3 separate regions of the Ovis aries genome follow, and regions 2 and 3 are each linked to region 1. A link is a contact called in public Hi-C data. All regions are on one chromosome and are shown on one strand. The core of a region is the stretch at or near the end of the contact, and the rest is flanking DNA. Distances in the headings are between cores, read along the strand shown. Region 1 has its middle 180 kb from the start of LMO4. Region 2 holds the start of LMO4 (LIM domain only 4). Region 3 has its middle 41 kb from the start of LMO4.

Region 1 (2,810 bases), core at 155-2,654:
GGAAAAGAACAGTGGTTTCCTCACTCTCACAGTAAAGCCATGTCAAGCTATTCAACAGCTGGTTACAAAGTCAGAGAGTACAAGTGCTCAGCTTACTTTCTACCCACATCCCCATTTGATCCCAGTGGTTTGAAGGCAGAGGGCGTGGTTTCAAAGGGCACTTTGGGTCACTGGAAGAATAAGATGGACCCCTAGTAAAAGGAAGCAGTCGGCCAGGAAGGATGGATATTAGCAAACTAAACTGGATTTTGGTCGTTACTGTCAAGTGGTGTTACCACTTGTTTATTAAACCATGCTGACCGACCTGGTTATTTCTCATCTTCTAGATGAGAAAGAGAGGACGAGATGAGTGCCTTTTCCAATACAGTAGAATAGCTTCTGTCTCTCCTCACATTGTCTGCTTCCTGACCAGCCAGCGAGCTCCTGGAAGGTGAGACCATGATTCTAATACAAGACATTGCACCAGATATGATGAGTGCTTAGGAGATGCTGGTTGAATGAGTGAATTAATGGATATTCAAAATAGATCAGCTCTAAACATCACTCCCAATTCAAGCAGGCCTGCCACCCAAACATTTGGGCCCAGTTGAAAGATGTGGGCCATTTTCCTCTCTCATTCAGGTACTAAGAAAAGCATTGGGTTTTTCTTCAGTGTACCATCACCAAAAGGAACAGAAACGTGAAGCTTTAACAAAAAATTGGTCTTTGCAAAAATCATAGAGTTGGCTATAAGACTCTTGTTTGGGGATTGAATAGGAGTTCTAGCATTTCTATTAAGCATTATGATGCACAGAATGAATCAAGTATCTTATTGACAAAAGAAAATGGACATGTATTTGGATCGCCAAAGCTCTTTAATTAGGGCAATTTTTATTTTTTCTTTAAAATGTCTTAGCGAAGGCCTTAAACCACTGAAGGTTTTTTTTTTTCTTTCAAACATTTCAGACTCGTTGATCTCAAGACTCTCAAGGTTTCCCCAGCCCCACACTCTTCTCAGTGGTTAATCCCTCAGTGAGGGGAATCGAATTTTCTGTGGCTGTATCTAGGGTTAATGAGAAGGCAACCTTGATTTGAAGAAAAAGGCAGCAACAAACAAAAATTAAAGCTTGGTTGAACATTTGAGGTGGTTTCTCCTTTCTGGTTTTTCTGTTTTTTTGGATTTTTTCTTAAGTTCAAAAAAAACAAATCATAAGGCAGAAAACCCAGGGCTGGACCTTTCTGGCTTGTTCTAATGTTCAAAGGAATCATTTCCTTTTGCATAACATCTTCAACAAGGCCACACCTCTTTTGTTATCAGAGTGTTGTCAAGGGCAAGCCTGCTTGACTCTCATAAAGGCAATATAGTGCCCGACAGTGGGGCCCCAAAGTGTGTGGGGGCCTAGATCTACCTTACAAATGGGCTGCCAGGCCAGCCTCCAAAGAGGACACGACGGGCTCCAGGGACACCTAAGTAAGGTGCGTCTCTCCCCACCTTCTCCGCAGGCCTTGAGTTTCTTGGGGCCGGCAGGGTATCTCCTGCGGAGAGAGTTCAGCGGGCGGCAGGGGCACTCTGCAAGCTTATCCTGACCCCCAGTGGCCGGCCCTGTCATCGGACCTTCACCGGCTCCCACTCTCGCCGCCCCTTGGTTCCCTACCTAGCTAGATCCCAGGACCCAGGCACCAGGAGTTTTAATTGACAATTAAAACAAACTTCGGTTCTCACCAGAATCGACTGAGTGAAATTTCGCAACTGCAAGTTTCACAATTCAATTCCCTTGAAGCAAAACCAACAGTTTCCCTGAGGTTTCGCTCCACACCTCCCCATTTGTTGTTTAACTTCCCCCTCAAGTTTCCCTTCCCACGCAGCATTTTATTTGAGAGTCAGGCCTGGAAACGGTTTAATTATGTTCCTGGGGGTCCCCGCCTCGCGCCTGCCCCGGCGCTGAGTCAGCATCTCCGCGCAGCCAGGATGGGAAGGGAGCGCGCTCCCGGCCCAGGTCCGGAGTTGGGGTACTTATGGCTTCGGCTGTCCCGCCTGCCGGTCGAGCTGTTTCATTTCGTCAGCCACCGAAATCAAGCAACCTGAAATAAAGCTTCCGTGCCCGTGAATAGAATGGAGTCAGCAAACACTTCTGACCCTGGTGGTAGCGTTACCGGATTTAGCCGGCAAAAATACTGGGCGCCGGGGGAACAGATTTATACCGAAATCGTTGTTGTTTATCTGAAGTTCAAATTTAACTCGAGGTTGTCGTTTTTTTCTCAACCTCACCACATGAAGAAAAGAGAGGCTCTGCTTTATGGTTTTACAGATCAGCTTTGATCAGGCCCTTGGATCAGGCACCCACTCTTGGTGCCCCCTTAGAATAAAGTGAGGGTTTTGTGTTTTTTTTTTTAATCAGAAGGAAAATAGAGCATAGTTTGTTGGTTTGTTGGTTTGTTGGTTTTCTGGTGGCTACCCGCGAGGGTAGGCATTGGCCCATTTCTCAGATTTCAGTCCTTGACAGGATAGAAGTGACTGCATTCTAAATTGCTAGCTTGTACATGCTGACATGTAAAAATAGGTTGTTTTAAAAAAAGTTTTGCATTACTGTTATCTTCCTTAAAAAAATGCTATGGCCTTGGGAATACTGTATGTATCTGTTACCAACAGCTCTGAAAACCACTTCTGTAAAGCTTGTCAGTTAAACCAAATGTTAAATGGAAAAAATTTGGCGGGATTTAAAATTAGACCCACACACATTACTTACAGATGTTTCCATGAAAAACACTTGAAACTGAACCACGCCAAGTAATAAACCCCACAATGGTGTATTTTTTATACCCCAAGTTAA
Region 2 (2,810 bases), core at 148-2,647, 180 kb before region 1:
TTTAATCGCTCCAAATTCCTTTTTAAAAGAGGAGAGGGAGGGAGGAGATTCCAAGCTCTTCCCCGCCCCCATCTTTGGTGAGAGGTAAATATATATGTATTTTTTTTAAAGGAAACACTACACTGAGAAAAGCATCCAGTAACCCCATTAGCTAAAGCTCTTAAGGACAAGCAATACCTTAATGCTGATTAAATCTAAAAGAGATGAATCAAGAGGACTGACCAGAAACTGACTCCCCTGATAACTAAGGACGGGCCCTCATCAAGTTTCATTTAGAGTTGGGGAAAAAAAAAGAAAGAAAGCTTTTAAGTTAAATAGGCTTATACTCTAGTAATTACATAGCCAAGCAATTTAGGTCCTGGGATAGTCAGTGAAATAGAAAGCAGAACTGGCAGCTAGAGGCAAAATCTGCCCCCCTTTAACAACGTCTCTGGTGTTTTTTAATGGAGACCAAGGGAGGGACAAACGTAGCGCTGGCAATTTGTAGTACAAAAATGGATGCTTAATTCATGTCTTGATTTTAATTAGGTGATTCACCGGATTTCTTCTGGATTGGAACAAAAGACTTATAAGCCAAGAGGAATTTTTTAAAAGAACCATCAATACCCAATCTTGCTCACTTAGATCCTTTCTGCCACTGTTTTAAAAATAGTGTGTGGGGGGTGGGGGGGGGTGGAGTGGAGGGTCGTGACTATTTCCCCCACACTACTTCTCAGACTTAAACCCTTATAGCACATCCAGCCTTTCCCTTCAGAACTGAAAATATACCCACCCACCCCCCTCCAAGGTCTCCAACAGACCCATCTCCAAGAAGAACCCTTTTGTAAGCAGGAACCGCTACAAAGCTGGCGGCCCGGGGCTGTCCTCCGTGCTAGCTCGCAGGCCGGCCTCGGTAGTTTCAGACTCGCGCATTATCTAAGCCGACGTATTGTTTACTTGCAATTTGGGACGGTCAAGGGAAGGAAGCCAAAGAAAACAGCCCCGGCCCAAATCGGCCCTCTCCTCTTTCTCCCCGCTCCCTGCCCGCGGCTCCCCAGCCGTCCCCTTACCTGCTTTTCCCCTATATTGCAATATTGCGAGGCGACGGCGGCGAAATGCGAGCGAAGCCGCTCGGCTTCCAAGGAAGGGGCGCCTCGGCTGGCGGAGCTGGAGGGAGGGGGGATGTTCTCGCAGAAGCAGGAAAGGGGAGGAGGGGGCTAAGGGCCGCTTTTTTTTTTTAACGCGCAGCTCTGAGGCTGGGTTGGGGGGCCCCGCGTAAGTGGCGGGCGGCGGGGAGCAGAAGTGTCAGTCTCGGTCCTCGCCGTTCTCCTCCGCCTCCGGCTCCGCGCGAGCAGCTGCAGGAGCCCTCGGCCCGCGCAGCGCGGCGCAGCGGCAGCAACTGCTGCAATCGCTGCTGCAAGTTTGGCAATGTGGCTTCACTTTGTATATTCCCCCGCCCGGCGGCCCCCGCCCCGCCCGCGCTCCTCCTCCTCCTCCTCCGCCTGCCTCCCTCCCGCGCGCCCGCCCGCTCGCTCGGGGCTGCTGGCGGCGGCAGCGGCTCGGCCGAGCTTCCTGCACCTCCAGCCGGGGAGCGGCCGCAGACACAACAGCCCCGGGAGCAGTGGCGGCGGCGGCCGGGGGGCGAGTGCTCCCGGGAGGCGGGGAGCTGTGGCCGGCGGGGCCCGGCGCGCCGGAGCCTGCGCCGCTGCCGGGGCTGCTGCTGCCCGGCTCGGAGGCGGCGGCGGCGGCGGCGCTGGCCTCTAGCCGGCTCGCTCGCTCCCTCCGCGGCTCTTACACATGTGTTACTGACAGAGCAAAATCCCAACTACTCCCCGGCTCTGCCGCCGACGTCAGCGACCCTCAGCCACTGGGCGGCCGGATTGTTCAGGCGGAATAATAAAACCTGCCAATCCGGGCAAGGACAAAGGGATGACTGAAACGAGACTCCGGGGGCGGGGGAGAGAGCCAGGCGGAGGAGCGGGCCGAGACTGGAGCGGGGAAGGGCCGGAATCAGGTGGGGAGAAGTCACCCAGGCGCCGCAACCCCGCCGGGGCGGTCCCCCGCGGCCCAGGAGGGCGAGTCGAGGCACCCGGGACCCACTTGCCCTCCGTGCGCGCGAGGTATCCCTGGGACCCGCCCCACTAGTCCCTCGGGGACAGCCCGCCCCTCGCGCCGAGAGGAGCCCTTTAGGAAAACTTACTTCACATCTGCCTTGGAAATGGGTCTCTGTTAGGGTAGAAAGGCTTTCCTGAGATCTCCGAGCTGTGGAGATCTGTGCTGTGTTTTTTGAGGTGTTGTTTTTGTTTTTTAAATTCACCATGTTAGAAATTTATGAACCTTAGTGGAAGTTTAATTCACAAGGTAGAAACAGGAACTCGGTAGTTCCGAAACACTGCCTGCTTACTTCCTCTTCTTCCCATCAATCCATATATAATCTAAGGGCCCAGTAGGCATTTCATAAGTATTGATCAACGTTGGTAAAAAAGATCACACAGTCTACTTTCAAAGTTCAGGAAAACTTTAGGGAAAAAACCCTTGCCCCTTGTATCCACCCCCATTGTAGAGGATGAGAAGCCAAATTTCTCTTAGCCCTCAGAGTGATGGAAGTTATCGCAGTATGAGAAATCCCACAGCCTCTGGAGAGTAAGAAAAGTTATTTCTAGTGTAAATCAAGTTTTGAGGAAAGCTTTGAGGGTGGTAGTCTGAGTGTCTCATTCTAGTACCGCAGTTCAGCCTAGATGCTTAAATACCTAGTCCTTCAACTTTTATCTGCTTTGCCAAATAGGTTTAATAAATCTCCGATCTGAGGCTAATATTAGGTCTGATTATTA
Region 3 (2,810 bases), core at 93-2,592, 140 kb before region 1:
GACAAAGAAAACATTCCTCTAACTCAACCTGAGTAATCCTTAATGAGTCCTTGTATCTTGTGATAAATTTCATAATTATTCAGCCCCTACCACTAACACCGAAATTCATCAGTCAAAGCAAATTAGCCGAGATTCATTAGAATAAGACATCTAGTAGGCACATGTACTTTATTAGCCTCTTACACCAATAGTTTTAATTAGGTACATATTTCACAGCTCTCGAGCTACTCCAGTGAAGGGCTGCCTTTATCTCTTTTATTTACAGTAACAAGCTATCAAACAAACACCACCATAATTAAACTTGGATATAAAAAAACTTGGTTTATTAATGGCAGCCTATTCGAGCCTTGGATTTCTGAAATCTGTACAAAACAGATATTTTTATTAATTAAATAAATACTATTCAATTAAACTGAAAAGATGAAGCGGTGCAGGAGGGGCCTTGAGCTCGAGTCAAGAGTGAGATTCTCTTCTTCCTTCCCGGCTGATGGTTTCCTCTAGCTCACCTTCAGCAGGGGGAAAAAAATCTCTTCATCAGATATTTTAGTGATGAGAAAAGTGATTAAAATCCAGAACATTTTAAAATTATTAATAAGGAATTTAAATGATGTTATAAAAAAGGGAAATACAGGAGAAAATGTTACACATTCATAGAATTTTGGCTCATGCATAATAAACAGTTGAAAACATTTTACTTATAATACCACTCAAATTAAAGAGGCAAGAAGCCATGCCACACGCTTTTATACGCGGGTGTCAATAAATGACAAATGGCGCCATCTGCTGGTCTTCCGGTTAAACACTTTCTATTCAGAGCCCAGTTGTCAGAGCCATCAGTTCTGAAAGTGAAAGTCGCTAAATCCTGCCCGACTCTTTGCGACTCCATGGACTATATAGCCCATGTAATTCTCCAGGCCAGAATACTGGAGTGGGTAGCCGTTCTCTTCTCCAAGGGATCTTCCCAACCCAGGGATCGAACCCAGGTCTCCCTCATCAGTTCTGAGGTTATCAAAAATAAAGGAAAGATAAAACTCCCTGTCTACAAATACTTCCCATATGGGTAGACAACGTATAACCCTATGAGAGAGGCAAAGTTTGAGCTTAATTCTGAAAGTTTCATCCAGAGGCTACAGGCAAGACAACAGGAGAGACTGCTAACCTTTCCGGTCTCTTAAGAGTCAACGCGAGTTGAGCTCTAACTGAGGTGAACACTAAAGAATCACAGTCAAATCCTCAAAAGGCACGGAGCGCGAAGAAAAACGGCAAAGTGCGCTCTCAGTTGAGGGACTAATGACGCCGACTGCCTGGGAACCCTGCGTTCCTGGATCACTCTGCGGGGAGAAGCACGGAACTTTGGAAAGGGACAACTGAGCTCTCTGGCTGACTCTGACTCCATCCATCAAGTCCTGCTCTGGAATATTGTTTCTTTGTTTCCGTTTCCACCTCGCTCTTACTTGTTTCTGGCCCTGTGCATAAATATGAAATTCCTCACTCTTCAGACCTCCCAGGGGCTGGTGTGAAACCAATAAAATAAAATCATTTTAATATAAATGAGCTGGATCGATTAACTAAACTAGTTTATACAAACCATTGAACAAAAATATATGTGGGACAACCTCTGAATAACTTCTTTTAAAATTCAAACTCTCAAAAAGAGAAGACCTATCCATAATCCCAGTTTCTGCAAGAAGTCTTCCCTCTCTTTAAGCTTGACCAACTAAATCAGTCCTTCGGAGGCCATCAATATTTGCCAATTGAAAATCTACATTTCCAGACACCACAGTCACGAGGACCTTTCTCCCGGGCCACATTTTGGAGTAAAATGTGAAATCCGACAATTTTTAAGACTCCTTTATTGTTGTTATAATATTGCTCACAAGAAACAGCAGAGAAAATAATTTACATTTTTATAGGAAATCGTTTAAAAGGTTATTGTGAATAAAAGTGTTATTAACAAAATTTGAGTAACTTTGTATTGCTTCTGCCCTTTCTGTGAGGTAGAACTCAGAAAGTTTCTTCCAATGGGACTGCTGTAAGAAGAGATTACCCCTGGTTCAGGCTGCCAGTTTATAAGGCAGGTTACTCACAATGTAGGGTTGATTGTGTGGGTGTAGGTGTGAATGAATTTCTTCAAGTCCATCTTCTTTGGGGCTTAAACGCCTGGGAAAATCGGAAGCAGCATGGAAAAACTTCCTGCTTGGGAGAATCAGCTACCTTGGAAATATTCCCTACTGTGAGTGAACAGTTCATTTTAATTCTGTGAGTTCCTTTCCAGGGCTCTGTCTTCCTTAGTGGCCCTATACCTACGATAGGAGTCCGTATCAATAGCCTCTGTTTTGTGGCCTTGGCCCTCTCTTCTTTTCTCAGCTCACTCTGGAGTCACAAATCTTTCACAGCCCTGGGGACTCCAAAGAACAAGTGTCTTTTCTGTTCAATAAACAAGATCCCTGCGTCCCTTGCTGGTACAGAATTTTAGCTTGAGGTCATGAAAAAGTTCTGAAGATAGCTAGTGGTAATGGTTGTACAACAATGTGCTATCCTTAATGCCACTGAATTGCATGCTTATAAAGGATTAAAATGGTGAATTTTATATATATTTTATCTCAGTTAAGAAACAAATACTCTTTCAGTAGCTGCCCATTGCTTTCTGGATCAAGTCTGAGCTTTTAAGTGTGCTCTAAAAGATTCTTTGGACCTTTCAACCCCAACCTATTTCTTCAACTTGTGCTGCCTTCTCTGTGTCACCCTGGAAGGACCGTCCCACAGAAATTCCTATAGTAAAGGAAATGTTCTATACCTGTGCTGTCCAT

Evidence for each region. Hi-C and Micro-C count contacts between places; a contact is called where the count stands out from the background.
Region 2: a Hi-C map of hypothalamus shows a contact between it and region 1, with 2.0 times the contacts expected there. The contact joins the promoter of LMO4 here to the enhancer-like site in region 1. A contact is called at or near these places in 3 of 16 Hi-C or Micro-C datasets (hypothalamus, skin fibroblasts and tail adipose tissue).
Region 3: a contact with region 1 is called in a Hi-C map of omental adipose tissue, with 3 times the contacts expected there. The contact joins two enhancer-like sites. A contact is called at or near these places in 3 of 16 Hi-C or Micro-C datasets (hypothalamus, omental adipose tissue and tail adipose tissue).

The regions. Positions count from the first base shown.
Region 1 is chr1:64,256,130-64,258,939 of ARS-UI_Ramb_v3.0, reverse strand. No RefSeq gene overlaps it. Among named protein-coding and RNA genes, the nearest start is that of LMO4, 180 kb to the left of the region's middle. Within about 2 kb of position 1,404, at least 15 of the 54 cell types and tissues checked have an H3K27ac peak or open chromatin away from gene starts, as enhancers often do. A contact at or near this core is called in hypothalamus, where this site is marked.
Region 2 is chr1:64,440,144-64,442,953 of ARS-UI_Ramb_v3.0, reverse strand. LMO4 (LIM domain only 4) reads right to left here and starts at 1,397. Exons shown (of 4, transcript XM_060400647.1): 1 at 1,050-1,397.
Region 3 is chr1:64,398,908-64,401,717 of ARS-UI_Ramb_v3.0, reverse strand. No RefSeq gene overlaps it. Among named protein-coding and RNA genes, the nearest start is that of LMO4, 41 kb to the left of the region's middle. Within about 2 kb of position 1,342, at least 10 of the 54 cell types and tissues checked have an H3K27ac peak or open chromatin away from gene starts, as enhancers often do.